2 separate regions of the Zea mays genome follow, and region 1 is linked to region 2. A link is a contact called in public Hi-C data. All regions are on one chromosome and are shown on one strand. The core of a region is the stretch at or near the end of the contact, and the rest is flanking DNA. Distances in the headings are between cores, read along the strand shown.

Region 1 (3,463 bases), core at 420-2,919, 140 kb before region 2:
TCAGATGACTAACAAGGTACAGAAATGGTTAAAAATTACCATGTCATGCTGGGGAATTCCTTCCGTAATGCAGACAACAAGGTCGAGCTCAGCCTCCATTGCCTCCATTATAGCGGCGGCAGCAAATGGTGGTGGAACATATATAACAGATGCATTGGCTTTTGTTTCAGCCTTAGCTTCTGCTACAGAGTTAAACACTGGGAGCCCTAAATGTTCAGTTCCACCTTTCTTGGGAGTCACTCCACCAACCTGTTACAACAAAAAAGAACCTTAATACAAGAGATAGAGAGACACAGGCTACAGGCAAAACTTTAAAAAAAAATAACAATATTAGATTTAAAAGATATATCTATGTACTGAAATACTGTTGGAATATACAAATCATTATTCAAATATTTTGTGCAGCATGAACCGCTCAGCTGTATTCATAATAATATTACTATAATACCATATAGCAGGAAAATGTAGCATCTGGTTCAATTCCGTTGTTAGAAATAGTGTGACACGTTAATTATATGAATCTAGTGGTCAACAACATAAATGTAAATCCGGACCCCGAGTCCAGGTCTTGGAAGGAGAATTTCGTGGGCACCCTTAAGAACTAACTCGGTGACTACTGCGGCTAGAAATACTGGCTTTCAGGCCCCTAGTCGGTTTGTAATTATTTAGTTGCTGGGTCTGTACATTTTTTTAAGCCCTTGGGCTTCCTTTTTTGCAAGAAAATTCATGCTGCAGGGGTTTCCCCTACAGTTTTCCGGTCAAAAAAACAACATATATGTAAAACATGCCAGATCCATGAAACCCTCATGCTAAAAACCAGACTTCAACAGTGCTTCACTTCCTTCTTCCTATTATCACAATTTGGTTGTCTGAGGACTGCCGCCCATTTACATAAAACATATTGGAAACAAAAATTGCCCTGTCCCCACTTTAGTGAAGAATAATTACATCTTCATACATGGTTCCTTTTTGTTAGGTTGTACTTAGAAGAGCTTAATGGTTTTAAACATTCATGATGGGTCTCACAATCTCAAGATCCTTGGTTCAAATCAGATTTCCTGTGAGGATTTATTTTCTCAAACCATATACGCTTATGCATCCTGAGAAATGCGTATGCTTCAGGTCTACAGACAAATGCTGGCTTAGTAGATTGCATGGTGAAAAGCACCAATATTACTAGAGAATGTTACTGACATCGATTAGCAATAAAATCAACTCAGTAAATGATAACGAACCAAACAAAAAAAATAAGGCCCGAGGAAATGGAGATCGGCGACCTCGCACCCACGAGATCGCGCAGCACGAGCTCTGCCAACACCTAGAATCGCGCGGCACGGGACGGAGCACACGAATCGAGCCATTGAGGGGCACATCAAAGGGAGACAAACGAGGGGTGGCAGTGGCGAGGGCATACCATGTTGGTGCCGTACTCGATGGCCTGCTCGGTGTGGAAGGTGCCGTTCTTCCCCGTGATGCCCTGGCAGATCACACGGGTGCTCTTGTCGACGAAGACCGCCGGCGAGGGCGCCGCGGCGGCTGCCGCGGCGAAGCCCCGCCCGAGGAGGAGGCGGGAGGCCGCGGACCCCAGCAATTGAGACGCGCGGCGGGAGGAGGCGGCCATGGCGGACGCGGTGCTGGCGGCGGCGCGTGCTCTTCCCCTTCTTTATTTCCTTCCCCGTCGACTCAATTTGTCAATTCGGGTTTTTTTACGGGTTTTGGGGATGGTGGCCCTCGCCTTCCTTTGTCTTTGGTCTACTGTTCTTGGTCTCGCGATCCATTCTTGCAGGGAAAGTTGCGCGTGAAAGTTCGCTAGGGACCCCTGTTATGTCGTTATTTTCAAACGTAGGCTAATCTTGAATCAACTTTTTTCGTCGTTTTCAAACATGAAACATCACATTTTTTAAGGGCCGTATCTAGTCCTATCACACAGGCAATTAAACATACGCACTTGCACAAATGCCACGAGCCTAAACGGGCACTTGCACAAATGCCACGAGCCTAAACGACATATTGATAGTACATCTAAGTGCGTACCAAAATTTATACATCTAGAAAAGACTAAAATATCTTAAAGTTACAAATGAAGGGAATATATCTTTAAAATATATGACATGGATAAAATTAAGGTTGTGTATGACATAGACCATTTCAAACCTCTAAAGCTAATTGTTAGTTAGCCAGCAGTTGATTTTAATTGGGTTTAAGCGACTAACAACTAATTGTTAACAATTAGATGGTCTATTTCCTGCTCCTTTCTAAAACTCTCAGCTAGTTTTAGCAGTTTTAGCTGCTAACTGTTGAATAATTAGACAATTTTCAGATTAAACTCCGAATATAAATCATGACCAAATCAGAAAAACTGAAATAAAAAGTCAAATCAGATGATGCGTACTGATTAGATATACTGATAGATGGCGCAGGCTGGAATCAGCAGGGTCGGCGATGTCGAAGCAGCAGGATTGATGATCAGCGGAATCAGCGAGAAGTTGCGTGAGGACGCTTCCCAAAAACCTTATTCGCCCTCTCCCGATGCAGGATCTTGAAGGGCGAAGGATTCCGGAGACCTGCTCTCCCGATCGCAGATGCACGTCGGCGGTCGGGATGAAGAGAACTGAAGGCGGCTCAGTTGTGAAGAGAGGCGAAAGCGAAAACTAGGATGATTTGGATGCTGGCTGCCAGGCGCCTTTTATAGGGCCAAGTCCGCGACCAGATAGCTATCTTCGATCTTATCTGCCCACGAAAATCTCGCGTTCAGTTTAGATTTTATAGGGATCGGTTAGAATTCTGATCTTAACAGCCAAGCAACCAAAAAATTAAACCGGCAAAAGGGAGTCGCGCCCCCGCAAGGCAAGGGGCCAGATTTCGGCAGACCATTCACGCGTACGTCGTGCGCCCGCGCCCTTCGCCCCGCCCCGGCGAGGCGAGCGCGCGTGTGTGGCTCTCCACACTCTCTCCTCTCATCCATGACTTGGTGAGTGAGTGTGGCTTCCATATTTAAACTAGTTCCACTCCACTATGACTAGCAATATGGTGCTATTGGTTCCACCATTCCCTAGCCATACACTTATATGGGCTTTTGAGATTTTCTTGGGATTTATTTGAATTTCTCAATTGGGCCTAGCCCATAAATCCTAACAATCCCCCACCAGATCTCAAATGTCTATCTGCAGTTTTCGCCACTGTTCACTATTGTTTAATATACTAGTGTTTCAGCAGAGACTGTTAAGTTGAACTTCCGCCTAGAACTCCAAGTTACACCAACCCACAACTTGGACAATGGACTATGCCTTGAATTGCAAGTTTTGTGTGAATGGGTTTTACTTAAAGCCATGACCAGTACTTGGCTACCAGTAGTCCCCTTCTCGGGTGGAGCATATACGTCGTACTCCAAGGTCTCTTTATGAGTTTACTAGAGATCACCCAGATCTCATAGACTGCGACGTTAGACAGTCTAACTCATATA
Region 2 (3,283 bases), core at 135-2,634:
TAAATTTAAGAGAGACATATGTGTGGTTAGTAAGGGCCTAGCGTTTCTTTAGTCTCATATGGGTTCAAAGTAGCTTTGAAGCAAAATAATCAGAAAATGTTCGATGTAATAGGTAAACAGATATTCTCTTAAAGCTCAACAGCTGGTTTATCAAATGAACTAGTTCTCAAGTACCTACTAAGTTAGGGCTTGTTTTGATGGCCGTGTGATTACCTCAACCCACGTGTCGAAGTGAATTGAAGTGTAAATTAAACTAAGTTCCACTCTAATCAACTCCAACACATGCAGTTTTGAGGTGGATACATGCATCCAACCGAGACCTTAACGAACTACTTTCGCTGGCCAATTCTACATTTCTGCATAGTGCATACCTGGTTGTTGTTGTTGTTGTTGTTTTTGAAAAAGATGCATTTGTGTACCTTAGCAGTCCAACGGAAAGTGCACCGGTAGCTAAGGAAAACTTTGCTATCAAGAAATGCAGTTGCTAGCAGATTTGGAGACAGAAATGGTACAGAAACACTGAAACACGGGTTTATCAGTGTATGGCACACACCTGTTTGCCCCAAACCCATGAACCAGAACCAATGCAGGGCCTGCTGTCCCAGCGTGCTGGTAGCGAATGTTGTAGCCCCTCCATTTCCATGTGCTGCATGCAGACGAAGAAAGACAGCAATCAACGATAAGCAACACAAGTCGCGATAACCAAAACAATGAAACCGCAACCGGGCCCTAGACGTCCTCAGGCGCGGCGGTGCCTACCCGGTGCTTACTTGGGGCTGAGGCTCCACCGGCGGACTGGGCGAGGAGGCGTTGGCCGAAACTAGAACATCCGCGAGCGGCGCGACTGGGAGTCTCTCCTCTACTGGGTCCGCCTTGGAGCTAGAGGCCACGACGCGCAGGCTGGAGCGTGGCGCGCCTCCCGTGGAGGGTTTAAAAGGTCTGTAGAATCGCGGCGGGTGGGGGCCCACGGCGAAGACCACGCAGGGCGCCGTGGTGCTGCGGCGAGCGGGGACGCCGGGGAGGGGGCTGGGAGCGGCCGCGCAAGCCATACCGCCGCGCCGCGCGCGCGTTGGTGTGTGGACACTGGACAGTAGATGAGTGCCGACGGCCGAGACGGAGGGAGAATTCGGGGAGACGGAGAAGCAACGCAACGGGCGCGCGCGTGCGGGACAGTGGGAGCTCCTCGGCCATTGCCTATTGGTGTTGGTTGTTTCGCCGCGTGGGCGAAACGGGACGGCAGGTGAGCGAGCCAGCGAGGCGACCGGGCCTCCAGTCGCGGACCTAAAAAGAACTGAAACAGAAATTGGATCGGAGTCCAGCCCATGTTATTTTACTGGGCCGTCCACCGACAGGAGCTCCAGTCCAATAAATCGTCCCTTCTATTTTCCCTTGCCGCTCTCCAATTCGCTTCGAACAGGGCAGAGGTGAGACTTGAGAGAAGGAAGAAGGCCATGTCGTCGGCGGCGCAGCAGCAGCAGAAGGCGGCGGCAGCGGAGCAGGAGGAGGTGGAGCACGGGCCATTCCCCATCGAGCAGCTCCAGGTGCGGACCCGGCTCCCCTCGCCTTGCTCTAACCCTAACCGGCTTCTTGGGTCCGGTTCTTGTTCCCCTCGCGCTAGGATGGGTGGATTCTCCGCGACTTGAGGTTTTTTTGAGACTCTGGCTCTGCGTGAGGAGGTGGGTCTCGTCGCGGGTTTCGAGTTCTTTGGGTGAGGCGCTGGGTTCTTGGCCGAAGAAATGGGAGGTTCTTGAATTTTTTGTTCCTCCCTTCGTGGAGTCAAGGATAACCCTTTCTTGGATATTCCGATCTGTGCGCTGATGAATTAGTATTTGTATTTCCCAGCTATTGCTGCGGTTTATTGAGTGCGAGAACATATGTTCATGATTGATTAATTCACCATTCCCGTGAATGACGGCAAGATTGTGAGGGATTATGTGGTTTCCAGTTTATGCGTGATTGATTTGACATTCTCCGTTGATTCTTAGTTGCGAAAAACTAGGTTCTTGATAATTCGCCACTTCACAATGAATGGTGGTCGGGTTTCGGTTTGCTTGCTTTCGGATCCGGAACAAACTTTTGGAAATGGAAAGTCCCCGCCTCTTCATTCAGGGTGTGAACTGGTAGTTTTTCTTGAATTTTTTGTGTCTTGCAGTTGCAGTCCACTTATGTTGGAGTTTTCCTGTGTTTGTTTGATCCTTTGATCCTTTCTACCACGGATTGCACAATTTGCAGTTGTAAATAGTGTCAAAGTTTAGTACATTCATTTTTGTGCTGATATGACATGCTTTCAATTGGAACCATAACTTGGCTCTCGAGTGGATTCATGGGATGGGACATGGGTAGTTGCTTCTGAAATCTGCTTCAAAAAATGGAGCATGAAGTCGCCATCCTGTATCAGTGTATTTTGTGAGAAATGTTCTTCTGTTTGTTGAATTTCCTGTGCCTACATCATTTCAGATGAGTCAGTTTTCCCCTGTACAAACACCTGAAAATGAGGAATCTAATGCATGGCACAATTGTAGTTTCTTGCTTAACGACATATCTTTCTTCAATTCTAGCTCGATAAACATTAGAAAAAGCTCCTATGGTTGCATTTTGCAATTTGTTTTTATTCCATTGTTTAAGTGGCATTTAGATAGCTGATACTGTAACTAGTTTCTTGAAACATAAAAAAGTTTTGTTGCTCTGTTAACATTAAATTTGTGGTATAGGCTTCTGGAATAGCTGCATTGGATGTGAAGAAGCTGAAAGATTCTGGTCTCCACACTGTGGAGGCTGTGGCTTACACTCCAAGGAAAGATCTTCTGCAGATCAAAGGGATAAGTGAAGCTAAAGCTGACAAGATAATTGAAGCAGGCAAGTAATGTGGGACTGTATATGTATCGAAACTGTATTGAGGTTATGTTGTGTGGAAGCTGTATTGCACACTATGGAATTCATAATTGTCTGCAAACTTTTTACAGCATCCAAGATAGTTCCACTGGGATTTACAAGTGCCAGTCAACTTCATGCGCAGCGACTGGAGATAATTCAAGTTACAACTGGATCAAGAGAGCTTGATAAGATATTGGAGGGTAATGAGCTTGCATATTCCATGATATTTTTCCATACACAATTCTACTATATCAAGTCACAGTGATTACTGATTGAGCATTCTGTTATGACATACCTGCAACAGGTGGGATAGAAACAGGATCTATCACTGAGATATATGGTGAGTTCCGCTCTGGAAAGACTCAGTTGTGTCACACCCTTTGTGTTACATGTCAGGTGACATTTTTTC

Evidence for each region. A called contact is a pair of places that touch in the nucleus more often than the background predicts.
Region 1: a contact with region 2 is called in a Hi-C map of leaf, with 6 times the contacts expected there. The contact joins the promoter of LOC100216609 here to the promoter of LOC541709 in region 2. A contact is called at or near these places in 2 of 25 Hi-C or Micro-C datasets (ear and leaf).

Annotation. Positions count from the first base shown.
Region 1 is chr7:169,353,242-169,356,704 of Zm-B73-REFERENCE-NAM-5.0, reverse strand. LOC100216609 (succinyl-CoA ligase alpha-chain 2) reads right to left here and starts at 1,669. Exons shown (of 7, transcript NM_001143022.1): 1 at 1,415-1,669; 2 at 40-249. The coding sequence starts at 1,621.
Region 2 is chr7:169,209,474-169,212,756 of Zm-B73-REFERENCE-NAM-5.0, reverse strand. LOC541709 (recombination protein51 gene a) reads left to right here and starts at 1,384. Exons shown (of 9, transcript NM_001111448.2): 1 at 1,384-1,541; 2 at 2,712-2,856; 3 at 2,964-3,074; 4 at 3,179-3,270. The coding sequence starts at 1,452. It overlaps LOC103633336 (pheophytinase, chloroplastic), which reads right to left and starts at 1,249. Exons shown (of 8, transcript XM_008655054.2): 1 at 760-1,249; 2 at 554-646. The coding sequence starts at 1,049.